2 separate regions of the Arabidopsis thaliana genome follow, and region 1 is linked to region 2. Evidence: chromatin contacts called from public capture Hi-C data. All regions are on one chromosome and are shown on one strand. The core of a region is the stretch at or near the end of the contact, and the rest is flanking DNA. Distances in the headings are between cores, read along the strand shown.

Region 1 (5,543 bases), core at 337-2,836, 43 kb before region 2:
GAAAATTATATCTATTGGTCATTCTGCAGGTGATTCCAGATTCTATCACAACCTTATCTCGACATCTGGATCGTATAAGACAAGTGTTTGCTACATATGGTTAGACATGGTTTCTATTTAGTTGAAATAAAATCTCTGAATTTCTGTGACATTTTGTATTGTGAATTTTCTAGGTAACAATGATGATAACAACTGGCAAGCTCCTAACCGTTCCAGGGAGGATCTGATCGCAAGAGAATGTCATTGGGGGGAGTTGGCACATACGACAAGGCGATTGTTGATTGGTGAAGTTGCTGAATGTTTATCAGTATGTTGTCTTCTTCTCTTGAATCGAGTTTTTACCACATTCCATTATATGTTTTTTGATTTTGGGATAAAATTGTTTTCATTGTGCAGAATATTTCAATGTTGCTTGTGGATCAAGTAAATGTTACGGACCCATCAGCCCGAAGATTGCGGCAAGAAAGAGTGGTTGAATCAGGAAGCCTCTTGTGTCACTTAGGAAGTTCAATTCTTGCGTTAGGCCATGGCACCTCAAGAATTAGCATGGGAGAAACACAAGTGTGTACATATGTATCTGATTAATATTTTTAAGACGAATTAGCTTGTAGATGCCTTTGCGTTTATGTGTATGTCTACGACTACAATATAACACTTATCCTTTTGTATGTATCTCAGGATGATGTTGGTCGTGCAGTGTTCATATCCCCAACAGGTCAAAATCGGTTACAGGTTTGTTCTGTCTCTTTCTTCATCACCAATTTATGTATCACTCATTGACACATACACATTTTGACCTTTTTCTTCATATAGTCACATCACTCTTGGCTGCAAACAAGTATTAGAGCAGGAAGGAGGATAAGAATTATATCACGTAGGAGATCATCGAGGAATCAACAACATTCCGATCTCTATTTCAATGCATCTGATCAAAATGCAGACAATACCTCCTCTCCTCGACTTACCACAGATGTAACTAATGGAATCATGGTGACATAGTAATACATATACGCAGTATAGTTATAACTTTGTTGCATTTGTGTGTTGGTATCATTTCGCAGGAGGAGCTTTCAGATTCAGACTCAGAACATGAGATGGTAAACATAGTTAGTACTTTAAACCTATACTATAGCAAAGCCAAGAAAGAGATGGTTGGAAGTTTTGGCCTCTGAGACACTATTTTTTGGATGTGGACGACGCAGAGCGAGTGAAACTTGGTGGTGGAGAATGGAAGCAATTAGAGATGCAAAAAGGAGACACTTTTATATTTTTCATTCGGAACTCTATTTGTTTTTCAAATTACAATAGAACAGCAAAAAGTCTTTTTTTTTTTGTTCATAACATAGTAGCAACACCTTTGTTATATACACTTATTTCCAATAAAAATTGATTCTTTTAAAGTTCAAGTCAAAAACAACAAATTTCTCTAGCAGCACTATCATGGTGAAAACTATATATTATACAAGTAGCAATATTTATTATTACAAAACAAAAATAACTTTAGCAAGAAAACGCGGATCAGGCCCAAAAGCCCACGCATTATCCACGGAGTTTTGTTTACTCTCTCTTATCTTCTTCTTTTTTGTTTTCCTATTTATTCTCACCAGACACATTCTCTTTCCCTCACTTGTCTTCTTTTTTCCTAATTCAAGAAACCATATAATCTTTTCCTCTGTATTTTTTTACAAATCCCTCAAAGAAACAAAATTTACAAGATCAAGAATGTATAACGAATGCAGCTCTCCCTCCACCGCAAGATCAACAACGAGAGTCACAAATCACAGAATGAGATCTCCGATCTGTTGTATAGGAGCCAACGCGGTGGTTGAGCCAGAAGCCATGATGATCGGAGGAGAACAAAGAACACCAAGATCTCCTTACGAATGGCTCAAATCTACGGCGCAGGAGCTAGAGTTAAGAGATCGGTGCCGGCGTGTGAAGTCACGTATCAAGGTTACGTGTCGTAACAACAATTGTGCTTATAATAATTGTGTTCATCATCATCATCATAGCCAGAGTTATCCTGGAGATTTCAGTTACGATCCGTTGAGTTACGCGCTCAATTTCGAGGATAATGTGAGAGCTGATGACGATGGTTCTTTTCCTAATTTCACGGCGAGGTTGCCTCAGTCGCCGGTGACCAAGACGAGATCGGCGACGGTTGATTTGATCTCTTTCTGACGGAATAATTAATTACAAAAAGATTCTTTAAAAAAATATCTTTTCGTTTTCTTGTGTGTGACGGTGGAATGTAACTGTTCGCCGGAGAAATGACGTAAGAATATGACGTCAGGTGTATGTAAATGCTCTCTCGCCATATTGATTTGATATACTTGTAAAATTGATGTGTGCAAATAAAAAGCAGAAACATTTTCTATGTTTCTTACAAATTTAATCCATTTCACTTTATGCGCTTTGTTGAATTGTTCATAAACTGTTACGGACAAACCCTAAAATAATGGTGTGGATCTAATAGATGGTTAATCATTGCATATTTGATTCCATCATTTCAAATCTTGATTTGATCTTAGCGTTCATTAATTACCACATTGTATTTAGATGGAACAAGAGATGGTTAGAGTTTTTTATTCATCAAGAACTATAGCAGAGAATGATGAGTGAGGGAGATTTTTGAACTGATGAGGATTAAATCAGTGTTGGTAGAACGGAGTTGAAACGTGAGTCAAGTGAAAAGCTATATATGGGTGAAATAAAGCATTTAAGACTAATTACAGGACAAGAGACGAAAGCTATGAATTAATGTGTCGGCATCATATGAAACTAGCTTGTAGCTAGAAACGTTTGAACTTTATAAAATTTATGATTTATGGATCGTGATCATTGAGACCGTTGAAGCAAGACATTGGTATTTTTTTGGAGCTAAAACACAATTTTTTGGGTATACAACATCAACATATTTATCTTTTTCAAAAAATATAAAAATATTTGTGTAGTCATATTCATATAGTATTAAACTCATGTCGAGAAGAAAAAGGTTTTTATTTGTATAGTATACTTTTAGATAGAACACAGGAACCTGATTCAGCTACTGGAATTATATATGAATATTAATAATTAGAAGAATCAATCTTTACGTTTCGACTAATTATGAATTAGGTTAGGAAAAAAGAACCTTTAGTGTCTGGAAATAGTATTAATCAAAACACAGAGATTCTGGTAAGCTGTCACGGGCATAGTCATACAAAGCTGGTTTAAGATAGTGGATGCCAATTATCGTATTATTTATCCACAACATTTCATTGAAAAAAGAAGTGGAGATACTGAGGATAAGAGTGTGACTGTGTGAAGTGAAGTGAAGTGGGGAAAATTGAAAAAGAAAAGCGAAGCAAAAACGCTTTCTCACATGTTTTGACGTTTGTGTTGTTACATAGTGATACCTACCACTTGCCACCGGTCGACATGTCTCTTTCTCTTCTGATGCCTCAAATCTTGCTCGTTTTGTCTACTATACATTTTTAGTGTATTATACTCTTTTCTACTTTTTCCCTTACAACTATCTCTAGACTTGATCTCCTATCGAGTCACAACATTCAATATCAATCATCGTCATTGATTGTTTCCATTTTAGATATTTGTATCCACCATTAGTCCAGTACATTTTCTATATAAATCCATAGTGTTTCTAATTAACAAATGTATTATGATATGTTTTAAACATATATTTTGTAAATTGTAAAGGTGTAATTTTTTTTTGTCAACTGTAAAGTTTGCTTTATCAAAAAAAAATAATATACTTGCATCGTGTCCCCAACGACGAATATAGATATGCCATAAAAACTAATGAAATCGTGACGTCCTCAACTTGCAATTGTTACCGTACTACATAGATGAATTCCTTCATCGCATATTAAAAAATATCTTAAAATATAATATTAAGATGTAATGTCAAACTTCATTGAACGTTATTTCCTCGTATTGGTGTTCGAGGAAGAGCTTCTTCTCCCATAAATATCCTAATCTTTTAGAGAAACACCAGATGAATCGAATATTTGTATCAATGATTATCCTAATATACTTACATATAAAAAAATCAGAAAATGTTCCTCATAGATTGGCTAACGTGTAACAGAAAGAAGCGCGCGATAAACTAGAGAGAATGTTGAACTTCTTTGTCGTCCTCTCTGTTTATATTCTCTATCTATCCTCCAGTTACCCACTAACACTTTTATTTTGTGTACTTTTTCTGCGTCACTTTCAGATAACGAATCTTTGATATCTTCAGCAATTGTGAATTGATTTTGAAAAGAAAAGTATTATCTATAAGGACAAAAGAGAAGAAGAAGAAGCAAATTGTTTTCGTCGCTGCTGCAACATAACGGATAACACAGAGTCACAGAGAGCTAGCTGTCTTTTATGATTGGGCCAGCTCTAAAATGCTCCTCTCATATGACTGTCTTGTAAGTAGAAGACAAGACCAATCACAAAACCCCACAACGTTCACAATGCCACGTCATGTGCAATCTTATTCTACCTAAAAAGAGACTCTCTCAACTCATACATTATTACCACCACTAATCTAGCTATCTATCTCCATGAAGGATTATAATTGAAGCAAACCTAAATGTGTAAACGGAATTAGAACTAAAGTTATTTATAATCCAATTGATTTTATTATGGTTAAAACAAAACAAAGACCTATGTTTTACTGTAGTCGAATCAAACCAATCCAAAGAAATCGCATTTACTTAAGTTTTACATTGTTAACTAATAACTCGGTCTTAATTGGAAAAACTAAATTTTAACTAAAAATAAAAACAAACTTCTAAAACTATAACTTTTTCATGATCTTATATGGCTATGAGGTATGAACCATTATGTTAATGATTTGTGCTAGTATTGTTGTTAATTATTTCACCAACTTGATTATAAAAAAGAACAAAAAAAAATCTGATTATAGTATGGATAGAAATGGTAGGTCATCACTCAGGTTCAAAACCCTTGCAAGCCAGTTTGTTGATAAAAATGAAAAGTGTTAATCGGCATCCTTAGAAACAAGAGGACTATGTATGAAACGTCGGCGAGCAAACCCTGTAAGGTAGAGAGTCTAGAGACAATGAGGCCCATAATGGACAATAAAGAAAACGCAGGAAAGGGGCCCAAATTGAAAAACTTTATAATCCCTTTTAATAATTTTGACAACGGCGGAGATAATCTCTTTCTTTCGTTTGCTGGCGACCTTCGCAGAGTTTAGATTTTGGCATTAGGGTTAACAATTCCACATAAAAAGTGGTTCCACTCACAAAACAAAACAAAAAAATTGAAACCATTAATTGAGATAATATATTCAAGCTAAATTAATATGTATATTTGTGTAGATTACGGCCAATGATTGCACAAATTAAATGCATAACGAGAAATTTCCATGTTATTCACAAGATATAATGATGGATTGATGGTGGAGAATGGAGATGGCAGTGAAGACTGACGATCCTATCATAAAGTCCATCTAAAACCTCATATTACAAATCATGCTTTGGGGTTTAATTTTGTGTGGCCCTAATCATTACCAAATATGAAAGCCA
Region 2 (5,280 bases), core at 1,668-4,167:
GGTTAATATAAAATCGTAGGTAGGTTTTTTATAATATGCTAATGAGAGACTATCATGGAAAAACATGATAAACTGGCAGTCATTAGAGACAAAAGAATTTGCTTAGAAATAATTGAATGAAATTGTCAATGATTAGTAATGTAATAAACTTATAATGGTTAGAAAAAAGTTGTCACGTATTGAAAAAAGGAGAAGTAATTTGTAGTATGTGGTAGGAAAATAATAGCATGTGCTAATGTAAACTAAAGAGTGTTGGACAAAAAGAGCAGTCATTGGAAATACTTTAACACCACATTGGGATTTAGAGACACATAAAAGAGGCATTCCTCTCTTTATTATTCATTATATGATATCAAAGTCTTATATCTTTAAATTATGTGTAGCTATTTCTCGTACCAAAATATGCAAGTTTCTATTCCTGCAGATCTCATATTGAGCAGCAAAACATTGGGTTTATAGGAGGCGACGTCAAATTTAAAAGCCCTAAACGATTCCATAATTGGGAACTTCATATAAGCCGGACATATCACGTCGAACAAAAGATCGCAAACAAATATTTGTATATACAATTTAATTTAAAGATATAAATGTTTAATGTTTCAACTTTCAAGATGTAAAAAAGTGTTATCAGTTAGTTCGTGGTCGTACATGCGAAGGAGTGGCTAGCTACAACCGCCGCTCTTGGGTCAAAGTTTTCAATTCTTCAAACTAAACACAAAAAAAAAATGTTCGAGAAAAAGTTAATATACAAATTTTGAATGAATACTAAATTATATCATTATAAGATTAGTATAATTTCAGCGCACGGAAGTGTGAGGTTTCTGGTTAGTTAATAAAATAAATGAAACCCACCACATGCATGCGTAGCAGGAATTGGAGGAAATGTACTTAAACAAATGTAATTTTAATTTTATACTATATAGTCAAAACATAATCGTCTGTTTTAAAGATTTTGTCACCAGAGGCAAATCAGTTTAATTTATTTTTTACAAATAAGTAAGTTTATTGCTATCAAAACAAAAGTATATTATAAGAGACGAACAATAATGTAATGCGGCGTACCAAAACACTAGTTTTTGTAGTTTACGAATGTGTCCACGCCGCCATGTGCGCTAACGTTTCATCTCCAACAAAGAACCCAAAATATTTCTCGTTTAATGTTTGGAGAAAATATAAACTTGATGATTGTCTCTCAATAGACTTGAATCTGATCGTCTCTCAAATTATACTTAACTCGTACATTTTTATGGGATAAAATATGGCCAATTACATAGAACCCACAATATTCCAGTAACTAAAAAAAACAATTATCCACTCTCACCTTAAAATAAAGTGTGGGAGTGATCCAGACAAATATCAAAAACAATGGTTGATCAATAATCCAAAGTTCCAAACCTCGACCACTTATCCATCCTACATATCACATAGTCTGCATGTGACGTGATTTGGTTATAATATTTGCTTAATATCAATTTACATCGTTTTTGTATATTGCAGTCAAGTTAATATATCAAAGGAAATATGAATTAAATGCAAAGGTAATAAAATATAGTATGTATTAAAACAAATAAACTTGGGTCAATCCAAGTGCATGTGGAAGCTTGGATACATTCCCCATGGCCATGGGTTACTTACTAACACTTACTTGTTGAGTTCTAAGGATCTTCTCGTTTGATTTTCTCTTCTTAAGCATATATATTTTCATTAATGCTGCTATGCAGCAATGAGTTTACAGTATAATTGTTATGTCCTGTGAATTCTTTTAAGTATATATTTTGGTAAACTAATATAAAAAGTACTAGAGATCGAATCCATTTAATGAATCGGCATCGGGCAGTCTGTTTCCGCCCTCTTGCACCATGTTCATACGTAGTGACTGAAACTGTGAGGTTTAATTGGGATCAATCACTAACTCTTGTTCTTACAAAATACTCAACTATCTCATCGATTACTATCTTTTGTGTAATGCCTTTTTCTGAACCAACAATATCCATCTAGTAAATATACACATAATATTAACTAGACAGATTATTATAGGTCTGTACTAGAATTTGCTCACCCCCTTAGGAAAAGAGAAAAACTTTGTTACCTAATTACATTTCATCAGAGAGATTAAATTACTTTATGTCGTTCTTAATTCTTATTTTAAAACACGTAAAACTTAAAACTGTATTTTGTGCATTCAAATTTAGGCTTCAATGGCCATAAGCAGAAGTGATAAACTTGAATAATGTTGGGTATTAAATATATATAGCTTTTTCCGTACAACTTTTGTATAGTACGTGAATTCGTTAACGTTCCACACTTACACTCCAATTCTTTTTAAAAGAAACCTTTTGTAAAGATCTATGATACATGTGGAGCAGGAAAACATATGTTCTGTTAAAAACTTGCATTTTCACGTTATAAAAGCCAATTAAGAATAGATTTAACTCAACACGATATCATGCATGAGCAACTTTTTGGTCGATCGGATTTTAGTTAAGAGTTGGGCTGGAATGTTTTCATGTTCTAATACCAAACCGAATTTTAATTATGATGAGGTTATAAACTTATAATTCAACCATGTCCATGTCATATATGTGATGGTTTTAACCCAACCAACTTGAAATCTCGGATCGGAGCGGCCGTACCAAATTTGGTTCGGATCGATATTCAGAACACAGCTGACGAACTCTCAATGCCTTATCAGTTGGGCCTGAACCCAACGCAGTACTCCTACCAAGGGATACGACTCGGCCCATCATCGCTAATTACCAAACATGTAGATCAAATCGTCATTACCTTTTTTCTAACCCAACTAAAATCGTGATTACTTCAAACGACAAACGTAGAAAAGAAACACAAAACTAGCCACGTCATCGATCCTCCCAAGATTAAACCAATCAGAAGCGAGGACGCAGATCGCCAACGTCAGTATTCGCTCTCATAAGTCGAATCTTGACCGTCGAAAATGTGAAGATTGGACCACTTCTGTATTTCCTAATATTAACCGACTAAAACATTCACCTATATAATCATAATCACCTTTTACTATTCCCACACAATCATCAAGAAAACAAAACTCGCTTCCTGATAATCAAATCAAAAGCTTCTCTATCAAGCTTATCGAAAAGTCACATCTTTTGGAAGAAACAATGGCTCGTACCAAGCAAACCGCTAGGAAATCCACCGGAGGTAAAGCTCCCAGGAAGCAGCTTGCCACCAAGGTTTGTCCTTCTATCTTTCATTCATACCGAAATAGTAGATCTAGGGTTCAAATTTGGGTTGAATAACGAGTTTTTGTGGACGAAATCTGAAAAATATGATCTAGGTTTTCTATATTGTGTTGAATTTTTAGTTTATGATCTAATTTAGTATGAATCTTGCGGTTTTGATTTTGTTTATGATGAAATTGGTTGGAAGGGGATCTAGGGTTTATCTAATTTGAGTATTCGATTGCGTCTCTAACGAATTCTTCAATACAGGCGGCGAGGAAATCAGCACCAACCACCGGAGGAGTCAAGAAGCCTCACCGTTACCGTCCAGGAACCGTCGCTCTTCGTGAGATTCGTAAGTACCAGAAGAGTACTGAATTGTTGATCCGCAAGCTTCCCTTCCAGCGTCTCGTTCGGGAAATAGCTCAGGACTTCAAGGTAAAATTTATACTCATTAGCGGCGGATTAAAACTTATCAATTAGGTTATGTTATGGAATTAGGTATACTAATTAGGTTAAATTTTGCAGACGGATCTGAGGTTTCAGAGTCACGCGGTGTTAGCTCTTCAAGAGGCGGCTGAGGCATACCTAGTTGGACTTTTCGAGGATACTAATCTCTGCGCTATTCACGCCAAGAGGGTTACGATCATGCCTAAGGACATTCAATTGGCTAGAAGAATTCGTGGAGAACGTGCTTAAGCTTTTATTTACCTAATTCAAGTTTAGATTTTTACGATGATGTATTAGTATTCTGGATTCTTGTTTCCTATCGCTCTTTTATTTGCTTACCAAGTACATGGTGTTAATTGTTGAACTTACAGCTCTTTTAAGCAAACAGTTATGAAATCTTTCCTTTCCGTTATTGGTTCTTGTTGATTTCTTTGCAAAATTCATTCACAAGTTGCACATAACCCAGAAAAAACTGACAATTTTGATACGAAGATGCATATGAATTTGATTGGATAGTGTGTATGAACGATTGGATAAAACCAACTTGCGATAAAGTTTAAATGTTGCCGCAAAATTCAGAATTATGCTCTTCTCTTTTTTTGAATTTAAAAGGCTTGTCGATGTCAATATGAGCTTCGTAACTTTGGTCTGAAAAACAGATAAGAAAGAGACATAAAAAAGCGTTTTTCTGTTTTAACAAAACAAATTACTTGGAGACAATATGGGCTACATTTTGTTTAAAATTTATTTATATGGGCCAGTTATTGGGCCTTTTAAAATTGTAGATTACATTTTCGTTAACTTGGTCATGTTCGAAAAACTCGGAGTCCTCACGTCAGCGCCGGCGAAATTCCGGTACTGCTCCGTCTTCTACGTGTATTGAAGGTGGGCGTTTCTTTAATAATGCCTGGTTTCTGTTCACAAGTCCAATGTATTTCTTAATTTCATTGAAATTTTACTGTGCCAATCATTGCGAATTCAAGTTGATTGTTGGTTCAGCTTTTTAAGTGTTTGCCGTAGAATTAATCGGATTATCAAAATGCTTGAATCTCCGAGCAAATGAAAAATGCTTTACTTAACTTTAGCTTTAAATATTCGTATCGTTTAGCAATGGTGTCAATTGCAAAATAAGAGAACACTGTAAAATTTCTCATTGCAATGAAAAGATGTCTTTTTTCTTATGGTCATTGCGTTGTAGGAGAAAACAGTGCATCATAAAGGATACGTTTTCACTTGCATTGATTAATTCTATTAATCTGCTGACATGTGGATGTAATTTGGTAGCAACCTGATACTGATCCATCAATATCGTTTTTTTCTTGCTGTGTGTTTCAGGAAAGTGTGACTGAGATTGAAGAGTATTGATGGGGTCAGAATTGTGGTATACATACAAGTAGATGAAAAATGGACCCAAGAGCTAATCAATGAGGTTTGGGTTCATTAGATTTTTATTCCACATGTGTTATTGTCTGCCTTGGTGTTTCTTCTTTGTTTTATTCATTAAGGTGTGTTTTCATTCCTTTTTTGGTTGCTTGTGGCCAATTTTGTATCTGAAAACAAACATGATGATCTGTCTTGTGCCTTATATGTTTACTGGGAAGAAAGTGTACATACTTCTACTTTGATTCTAGGT

The links. Capture Hi-C pulls out chosen DNA fragments and counts their contacts.
Region 1: a contact with region 2 is called in a capture Hi-C map of root, with 3 times the contacts expected there. The contact joins the promoter of AT5G11070 here to the promoter of AT5G10980 in region 2. A contact is called at or near these places in 2 of 26 Hi-C or Micro-C datasets (leaf and vegetative nucleus), 1 of 2 datasets of contacts at active chromatin or transcription factors (shoot) and 2 of 3 other capture datasets (root and shoot).

Annotation. Positions count from the first base shown.
Region 1 is chr5:3,513,078-3,518,620 of TAIR10.1, reverse strand. AT5G11070 reads left to right here and starts at 1,586. Exons shown (of 1, transcript NM_121145.3): 1 at 1,586-2,529. The coding sequence starts at 1,723. The coding sequence ends at 2,181. AT5G11080 (Ubiquitin-like superfamily protein) reads left to right here. Exons shown (of 12, transcript NM_001203358.1): 7 at 30-99; 8 at 174-307; 9 at 397-561; 10 at 679-732; 11 at 814-972; 12 at 1,062-1,398. The coding sequence ends at 1,172. KNAT4 (homeobox protein knotted-1-like 4) reads right to left here. Exons shown (of 6, transcript NM_121144.4): 6 at 4,880-5,543.
Region 2 is chr5:3,471,207-3,476,486 of TAIR10.1, reverse strand. It overlaps AT5G10980 (Histone superfamily protein), which reads left to right and starts at 2,917. Exons shown (of 3, transcript NM_121136.6): 1 at 2,917-3,209; 2 at 3,468-3,635; 3 at 3,726-4,082. The coding sequence starts at 3,138. The coding sequence ends at 3,896. It overlaps AT5G10965 (a long non-coding RNA gene), which reads left to right and starts at 4,398. Exons shown (of 6, transcript NR_143260.1): 1 at 4,398-4,532; 2 at 4,983-5,076.